Linked DNA regions of Salmo salar: region 1 is linked to region 2. Evidence: chromatin contacts called from public Hi-C data. All regions are on one chromosome and are shown on one strand. The core of a region is the stretch at or near the end of the contact, and the rest is flanking DNA. Distances in the headings are between cores, read along the strand shown.

What was found. Hi-C and Micro-C count contacts between places; a contact is called where the count stands out from the background.
Region 1: a Hi-C map of muscle shows a contact between it and region 2, with 5 times the contacts expected there. The contact joins the enhancer-like site here to the promoter of LOC106562161 in region 2. A contact is called at or near these places in 2 of 3 Hi-C or Micro-C datasets (gill and muscle).

What each region holds. Positions count from the first base shown.
Region 1 is chrssa11:15,334,670-15,339,674 of Ssal_v3.1, reverse strand. The region is part of intron 2 of LOC106562161 (ankyrin repeat domain-containing protein 11); the gene reads right to left. Among protein-coding and RNA genes, the nearest start is that of LOC106562161, 41 kb to the right of the region's middle. Within about 2 kb of position 3,349, at least 2 of the 13 cell types and tissues checked have an H3K27ac peak or open chromatin away from gene starts, as enhancers often do. A contact at or near this core is called in gill and muscle, where this site is marked.
Region 2 is chrssa11:15,293,314-15,298,238 of Ssal_v3.1, reverse strand. It overlaps LOC106562161 (ankyrin repeat domain-containing protein 11), which reads right to left and starts at 2,561. Exons shown (of 14, transcript XM_014126847.2): 1 at 2,098-2,561. It overlaps LOC106562177 (paraplegin), which reads left to right and starts at 4,819. Exons shown (of 17, transcript XM_045689073.1): 1 at 4,819-4,925.

The DNA of each region.
Region 1 (5,005 bases), core at 2,100-4,599, 41 kb before region 2:
GCTAGATCTGCATTTGGAGATAGCAGGTGAGCATGTTATATGCGTAGACCAGAGATTCTCAGTAGCAGAGTGGTCAGATTCAAACTAAGCAGACCTGTCACTCACAGACAGCGGTCATCTGACCGAGTTGGCAGGCAGCCAGTGGTTATCACAGGGGTGTGTTGTGTCTTCATTTCCATAAACCTGGAGCAGCAGTACACCAGGCCCTTTCTCAGCAGGGGAGCGGGAGTGTGAGAGAGCGGGATAGGGGGACCGCGAGAGAGGATGAGGGAGCACACTGTTGTCCCCAACGGAGACAGCCATGTGTCATCCTGACCACTTCTCATCAGACACCGATGGTGCGCCATAGTGGATATGACATGAACACTGAGGTGGAGAGAGCGAGCCATGAGAGCGTTCCTTCCTTCCTGCCTGCCTGCCTGCCTGGACAGACAGGCCCGCGAGAGGCATGGGAAGGGTTAAGTCTGAGAAGGCCCATCTGCTGTCTCGTCTGTTCCCCTGCTTGGCTCCGTCAGAGAGCATGGACACACAGAGACGCTCAGTGACTCGATCTCTCCCCCCGCTCTTTATCACCATCTCTGTGAACAGCTGAACAACAACAACTCAGTCCAAAACATCAATCTACTGCTCTGTTTCTCAGGATCTATCCATCTCGCCATGATACCAGCCCTAAGGGTATACTACAAAGCAGGAGCAATGAGTTAGCCAGATAACGTGCCTAACTATTCTGAAGTAACTCGTATTTTTAGAAAGATACGCTTGAAATGGGCATGGCCTAATTGACTCAACCAAAAACACATATGTAAGTCAAACCTTCTTAATGAACCATAAAAACAGCTATTTCATGGTTGTTTATCAAAGTTAGAAGCTAGCTCATTGATCCTTCTTTGTCGTACCCCCTCTGTAGTGAGAAGGTTCACTCCATCCAAGGGCACCAAGAGCTTGACAGGGCAACACATTGTGTTTACATAAGAGGTATATGGAAAGCACAGATCTTTACATTCCTTTTATGTAAAGAGTTTTTGTATAAAAAAAACAAAAAACAGACCCAGTCTAGAAATCATGTTTACATAATATAACAAAGCACTTTAAGCGATAACCCCCCATTTGCAAAAATGGAAACTTCAAGTGAGGGGGGGGGGGCGGAACACATCTTCACATACAACAGCAATTACAATTTCAAGCATGAATTCTCCCCAGCATACAAGCCTGGGCGGATTCAGAGCTGATTCCAGTCGACCAGCTGGAGTGAATCAAAGCCAGGAGCAGGGAGGGGGCACACACACAGGGCCCACATTAAGTATCTGCTGTCTGTCGCCGTGAGGCCACTGATAGAGGAACACCTGGATCCGGAGAGAGAGCAGAGAGAAGCCCAGGCCTGCTTAACCCTCTATGTTTCTCTGCATGCACGGGCCAGGACACAGCGCGCAGTACAACAGGCAACAAAAACAAAATGCCTTGCACCCCTACACGCCTCGCAACAGAACAGGAAACACACACAAACACATTCTTGTAGGTTTCATCCAGATAGCACTAAGTCGTTTAAAACAGGCAGGCACACTAACATTGTGTGGGTGGGTGGGTGGGTGGGTGGGTGGGTGGGTGGGTGGGTGGGTGGGTGTGTGGGTGTGTGTGTGTGTTTCTGCTGCAGTGTGAGGGTAAAAGTCCAATGTGTGTTTGTGCGCAGTCAGCGCAAGAGTGTTAGAAAAACACAAAAAAAGGGTCAATGCAGGCAATCCGAGTAGTCATTTGATTAGCTATTTTAGTAACCTTGATTAACAGTCATATGGCTTGTGGGTAGAAGCTGTTCAGGGTCCTGTTTGTTTCAGACTTGGTGCACCGGTAGCGCTTGCTGTGCGGTAGCAGAGAGAAGTCTATGGCCTGGGTGGCTGGAGTGCAGAATTGCTCAGGATCCCCTAAGACTGCTGCTATCCACTTCAGCGCCATCATGATTTAACAGGACGCTGACGAGAGACCGGTCCAGCTGCTGAACTATAGGTCCTTGTTGTTCAGTCAGATACACTGCTAGTACCCACTGGCTTTACGTTAAGGCTTTACCACTCTGTGACAACAAGCATGTGGCTCACTAACCAGCACTGGACAACAGTGATTTGGCACAACCCAAACAAACCTCAACCACAAAAGAAGCCATAGGATTTCACTAAGAAAGCATATCAGTTAGCCTAGCAACTGAGCAGTTCCGTTCATTCAGACAATAAAGCCATTCCATCCCTGTACCAGCGACACGACACAAACCCACTGATTGGCCAGGGCTCCAATCAGTTGATTGAAAAAGGGGGAAAGTAATTTCACAGTTCCAACCAAGCCAAGTGGCCAAATGACAGGTGTACTAGAGGGAGCTCATTTGATGCTGACGTAACAGTCTTTTGTTGTAGCCCACACAGTGAACCACATAAATAATCACATAAGACAGATAGCTCTGACTCCGAGCAGAGCCCAGGACAGGGTAATACGACATTCAACAGCCTTTATGCAACCACAAGCAGGACAGGCCCATTGACCAGCCAATGACTCAATTTCTTGTTTTCGCATTGAATTATCACAGCAAGCAAAGGTCGCCCCTTCTGCCAAAGGGGGGAGAGAGGCATGCAGACGTACAGTGGGCTGGTGAACAAGGTCACACCATCCCAGGAGTGGTATTGGCTTACTACCAAGCCAGGGCTACTTGAAACCAAGGTCACAGTGCTCTGGCTGCTGGAGTGACAGCGGACTGAACCAAAAAGCAGAGAGCAGGATTGGGTTGCCACTGCCTGCAAGTGGGCTGGGCTGCCGTGCTACAGTTCTGTCCGCCCAGGCCCGAGCACTTTGCTCCAGGCTCCCCTGAGAGGTGGGCTGGGTGGGAAGCACAGGGAATTCAGATTACTGGAAGAAGAAAAAAAACAGTGTTTCCTGAAATCAGATCCTGCCTGACATAAATCAGAAACGGAGCCATTATGGCTGCCATTATGGTGAGAAACCAGAGACGAGGGAACAAGCTACTCCACTCATTCAACCTTTAATAAGTGGCTCCCTAAAATAGGCCCGTCTACTACCAGAGCACTCAGTGCAAGAGATTAGGCTGTGTGTGTATTTAATACAAACTCAATACATTCCATTCACCACTACAAGGGTATAGCTTACCCTGACGCTGTCAGGCTCCCCCCCCAGCACAGCCCAGGCCCAATGTTAGGGGTTCTGCCTAGTGTTGTTCAGCAGGCCCAGGCCCCATCACTGTGGCTGTCCGTGCCTCAGCTTCTGCTCTCCCACTCAACACTACATTAGCCTGCTAATCTCCAGCCCCATGCAAACAGCTCAGTCATCATGATCCCGAGAGGAGCGAGAGGGAGGGAGAGACCTGGCAGCAGTCAGGGGAAAAACCACAGCGTCACTCAGGGACGGGGGAGGGAGGGGATGGGGGAAGGACAGAGAAGAGGATAATGGTTGTTGTGGCTCCTCTTTCTGCCATCTTTCCCGCTCGCTCACTTCACCGATTTCTACATGGACACAATCATCTCAGAAATTGTACACAATAGCTGCAACTGAAATAGCAAGAAAAGTAATGCTATCCAAGCATATCTCATTGAGCTAATGTTTAGAGATAATTATTGATGGTGTTCTATAGATTTTAGAGCGTGATTCTCTATTTTCTCCATTGGTCATTTTAATATGGAGTACTTAATTCACACAGACATTGAAAGTAAAGTCAGAAATATATGAAAACCCTAGTGTTGTGGATTGAGAAGTAGGCTAGCTGCCCTGGACTTGGGCTGACCAGTCTGGTGACGTTGACAAATTAAGAGGTGAAAGGTAAGGCAGAAATAACCAATTTATCTGCACTAACTCCCATCACTCATATCAAACTGTCCTTTCCCATAAATACAACACTAACAAAGTGCAGAAGAGAACTGTGGTGTAGGCCTATTCACAGTCAGGCTGCTGAGCTGACACTGTACTCTACCAGTCAGATATAGCAAACAAATCCTTCATATTTCCATTCTCGCTCTACAGAGAAAGAGATGAAATGCGTTACACTACAAATAATCCAATTACAGTTTGAGCTGAAAGGGTCAGATATAGAAATAATGCACAATGTCTCCATGGCAATCCATGTTCTTTAAACCACCCAGCCAGAGTTCTAAATACCCTAGCAAACAGGCAGAAACACAGGCTGCCAGGAGACGCTGTGGGAGGGCCCCTTTAACTCACATTAGAACAAACACAATCATTTGTTCCACTGGGTTTTGCCCCCTCCCAGATTTGATGGGGGACTGTTTGATCCTGTGAGGAGACAAGGGGTGGAGGAGGTACAGTAGAGAGGCCCAGAGAGGGAGACACTGGGTGCCTGGCGGGTACATAGCACTGTTCAGAGGTTATTGTACTGGAGGGAGAGAGGCAGAGGGACAGTGAGCAGGCTAGGACCAGTCAATCTGGTCTCTTGGACCCTGATTGAACAGAACCACGTGAGGCCATTGTCTAGTCTTGTCTAATGCAACGCCGCTGTCATAGCTATTGGTTAAAGGCAAAGTAAAGAGGCTACTGTTATCCTGTTATTCTCAGCACTAAGCCAAAGCTCAGCTCTAAAATTAGACTTAAGATCTAAACACAGACTTAGTGTACGGACGACTCACTGATGGGAACTTGGCTCTGGAGAAGGGGAGGTAGAACATTTTAAAACATTCTGTCCCATCTACAAAACACCCAGCCAACTCCTCAGCATCCAGACACACACTGCAAATCTGACCATTTCAGAGTAGCATTGGCTATCTATCATCACAGCCAGTCCCCTCTACTCTGCAGTCAGTGTGTTGCTGTGGTGGGTGAGCTTGGTTCTGACAGTGTGTGTGGGAGTGGTGGGACAAACACTGGCCTGCCTGGCTGTCAGCAGCTCTGAGCCATACCCTTGAACAGAGCATGAGAATCAACCCTGACCTCCGAGCAGCACATTCTTTTCAAGCCAGCAGCATAACATCTCTTCATTAAAAAATGGATACATCCTGTTCTCCGC
Region 2 (4,925 bases), core at 1,312-3,811:
GGTAATCTTTAGGTGAGCAATCTCTAAGCCCTGCATGCCACAACAAGTGTGGGGGCAATGCAGCTACTGCACACTGACCTCAGGGCAAAAGCGTAGAGAGAGGATGTGGTGGGACGAACCACAGACAGTCGCAGTACAGGCGTTATGCTGCGTCTTTCCTGCACTGCAGGTTTAGATAGTCGCACAGAGCAGCAACGTAAACACAGTAGAGGGCTGCAAGATGGAGGATGCACAGACTTGCGGAAGCCCTGCCACTCTCCTCTACACAAGACATAACATGCCAAACCGAGCAAGGCCGTCCAATCCAGACTGCCAGAGAGGCATTGTGAAGGGACACTCAATATTCCCCACTGAGATTTATATTTCTGCCCTGTTATTAGCCTGCCTGAAAGTGCTGAAGGTGTCACGTTACACACTGTGTAGGCAGGAGAGGGCACAGAAGGACCATGTCAAATAGTGGCACTGCCATGACCACAAATAGGCTAAAACTCAGGAGACTTGGGCCAGGACACAACAGGAACCACAGTCTCTGAACCTGTGTAAAAGAGGCTCACTTAGACAGCTGAAGACAGGGCACACCGGATGGCACAGATTGGCTGCCTTGAACAGGAAATCCCAGCTCCCAACACAGCTCCTGACCTCACTGACCCAGGCAGGACACAATTTCCTGTCTCAGGCTTACACACTACAACAGGACACTGTGGTGAAAATCTCCTTCTAGGCCATAAAGTTCTACAAAACCTCACCCTAAAGCTGAAACTACCGTGGGAAGTGTACCAAGCGTATACATCGCGTAATATGTGTTGTACCAGGGTACTTATTGATTTAATACATCCAGAGGCAAGTCGTATTTACATCAAAAAATGAAGAGGCAAGAAGTTGCAAAATAACTACAGAAACTAAGACATGAAATTGGCGCTTCCAACGTCTTGACAAAGGTGGTGGGGGATTACATGCATTGCTGCGTCTGCAATGAATTTCAACGTGAACGCCCAACAAGCTGAAGAGCTCAGAGTATCTCTGTAAGAAAATACAGCCAGCAGCTCCACTGCAGTGTTTTCAACAGAACTGATACTGCACCAAAACGTTATCAACCACAGTCTACTCCAAGTACAGTAGTCGTCTGTTAGGATTCTTGCCCTTCTTTTCATGCTCTCCCACAACCAGAAGTCAAAGCCTTACTGTTGTGACTTCTTGTTGACTTCATTTGCATACCATTCCGCAGCCACTCAAATGATAGAGCCTGTCAAGCAATGGTATTGGGACTACTATAGGAATTAACTCAAAAACACTGCACACCTGTATTACTTTGATGACAACCATAATGATATTCTTGTTAGGACAGAGTAAATGACACATTTCACAGTAACTGTGTTAATACATTACAGCAAAATATTCTAATCAAATGACAAATCCTGGATCTATGGACCATGAGTCGACTAGAAAACAAACACAAACACATTGCCAAAACGAGGAGAAGTCAAGCAACTTTGGAGAGCATTAATGGTCAATTATTACGAGGCAAGTCTTAGCTAATCTCACCACTGCATTACACATCAACATAACCAAATATTTCATTCCATCTCGGTGTATTTTTCCAAAAAGAAATATGTAGATGAGTTTCATGAAATAACGTCACTGGCAGTGATGCATCATCCCTTGAACACATGGTGTTATTCTTTTTAAACAACAACATAGATCAATCGCCTGAAGAGAAGTGTAGGCTATTACATGGATGGCACTGAAGCGTTTCAAATACATTTCAGAGAATATCCCAACTACCTATGCAACGAAATATCTAGCTATAACATCAACAGGATCTGTAGGTCAACAAACTACTCGCAGGCTAGTATGCCACGGTTTTCGCCTAGATTAAGCCCTTACTTGTCATCTTGCAAGTTAAACGCGTACTGTTACGCAGTTAGAATGCTGGACTGGGGGAGGGGTCAGCTAGCTTCATAACACATTTCTTCGACTCGAGCATGAAGCCATGTTATCTAGTTAGCTAGACAGCTATGGCTAACGGCATAACAAGCTAGTATATCTAGTTCACTAACAAACACAGCTAGCTAGCCAACTAATGTTATTGCGTCTTACCTTCAACAGAATCTGAGTTACGTCGACAAGCTTATCCCAGATATTCCTGTCCGATGCTTGTTTTTCCCATTTGAGGCCCTCTGGTTCAGCAATCTGCCGTCCGTAGACATCCAAGAAATACTGCAACCATCTCAGTTGAAAATCAGACAACTTGAAGCTAACGTTAGCAAGCTACGCTAGTTAGCTAGCTAATATTTGTAGGCTAGTGCTAAGTAACGTTAGCTTGCTAATTCCTGTACACCAACAATCGACACATACAGCTTAAAATCTTCTCGAAAACGTCCTTGTACAATTTTATTTTGTGACCATGGTCTGAAATGAAGCTTTGTATGCCCAGTAATCAAAACTGGAGCCTTGAAAGGTCAATTTAAAGTAGCTAAAAACGATATTTTGTTTCGGCTTAATCTTCATTAACTACCCCTTACAAACTGTTTCCAGACGGGCTTTGGCTTCGATATGGGGCTGAAGGAAAGAGAAAGATGCCAAATGAAACACTGATTGTGATTGGCTCTTGAATGTGGGCGGGTACTATTTGTGCACCGATGAAACTGGCGCCATTATGGATCAAATCAATGTACTAAATCTACATTGACACAATAATCTGAAGGCGCGAACATGGTTGACCGAGTACTTCAGTTTCCATGTTTGGGGACACATCTCCATTATACAGATGGGAGAAAAGCAAAGGAAATGGAGTACGAAGGCTGGGTGCACTTGATTGACCTCGCCCAGCGTGATGGAGTAAGACACCTCTTATCGTATTATTATTCACGTGAACAAACATATTATTGCACACTTAAATCTTATCGTACTCCTACTCATGATGTCAGTTGAACCATAGCACCTTTACAGATAACTAGCAGCCTAGTATGACCCAAATGTCCTGATCACAGGTAGGACAGGTCTGAATAGCCTATTTCACTTCCAAAACACTTTTTCTCAGTGCAATCATCACTACATGATTTCTTAACAACAGTCTCAATGTCATGTTGTTGTTGTTGTTGATGATCTCTGCACACTTTCAAAGTCAGACAGGTTTGGGTTGTTTGGTAATGCATATCGATTGCACCGATAGAATAGCGACCTCTGCTGGGCGGCAACATGACATGCACGGAGATGTAAGAAGAGCTATCATTGGTTAAGAGAAAAAATAAATATCTTGAATCTGTTTTCTCATTGGCTTATATAAATGTTCGTCACGGTGATGGGGTGAGCCTTTATTTTGACTCTTTCAGAGCATAATTTGTTTTTAGGTCCTCTACAATATTAAATGGACATACACGTTGTACTGCATGCTTTTAGGAGTTATTTTTGTGACATGCTTTGTAAACAACAGGTGTGGACTAAAAGTGAAATGCTTGCTTACTAACGGGCCCTTCCCAACAATGCAAAGAGAAAGAAAATAGAAAAATAATAGTAAATAGTAATGTAAAACACATAATACAAATAATAATAGATACACAATAAGTTGATGTGCAGGGGTACGAGTTAATTGAGGTAGATATGTACATATAACTAGAAATAAAGTGACAGATAATAAACAATAGCAGCAGTGTATGTGATGAGTCAAAAAAACGTTTGTGCAAAAAGAGTAAATGCAGATAGTTGGGTAGTTATTTGGTTAACTATTTAACTAATCGGTACCGCTATTTGGTTACCAATTTAACTAATTGTTACCACTTGTTGTATGGTAGCAGAGAGAACAGTTTATGACTTGGCTGGAGTCTTTGACCATTTTTAGGGCCTTCCTCTGACACTGCATAGTATAGAGGTGCTGGATGACAGGGAGCTCGACTCCAGTGATGTACTGGGCCTCACGCACTACCCTCTGTAACACCTTGCGGTCGGATGTCAAGCAGTTGCCATACCAAGCAGTGATGCAGCCAGTCAAGATGCTCTCAATGGTGCAGCTGTGGAACTTTTTGAGGATCTGAGGGCCCATGCTAAATCTTTTCAGCCTCCTGAGGGGGAAGAGGCGTTGTCGTGACCTCTTCATGACTGTGTTGGTGTGTTCAGACCATGAAAGATCCTTAGTGATGTGGACACAGAGGAAGCTCTCAAACCGCTCCACTTCAGCCTTGTATTAGGCTACCACCGAGTATATCATTTTTGGTATTACCTTAGTCTACCAGGCTATCAGATTGTATCAGGTATTTCTTAGGCAGGGCAGCTTTTGCAATCACAATGTCATGCACCAACCTTTATGAACAAGAAAACAACAACAAACCTTTCCAAGCTGTTTCACCATGATTTTACTGCTATAAGTCAAATATAAACACAATGTATCCTCTGGTGGATACTTTTGTAACTACAGCAGATAAGTCCATATAGACTTTATTTAACATACACGAGAGGCAGATACAGTAAAATACAATGATTTATCAGCGCACATAGCCAATAATACGTTTATTTTTGTATTTTCTGACAGTTAGCATCTATTCTATGGGCCATTTTATTTCAATGAACGTGTTTGCTGGATGTAAAAATTCTGCGCAGGTAGAACGCTCATGAAGCAACGTCGTGACGTAATCAGACAAGGGTTCAGTAATAACTTTTCTATATATATATTTAATGACAATAAATGAGAGATTTTCCGCAAATTGAAAGTTATGTCTATCTCAGCGTGAATATATATAATCAAATCAGATATATACATTATCTTTGGTCAAACGAACTATAGCTCTTGGGGTTAAAGTTCGAAGTTCAGCAAATACTTTTTAATTGCGTCAGGATAGGTATGTGCTTATCTGTTCTCGTGGTCAGCTGAACAAGGGATTTGACCCATTTAATTCACTGACCTTGCTGTAATGGTACAAATTCGTACCAAA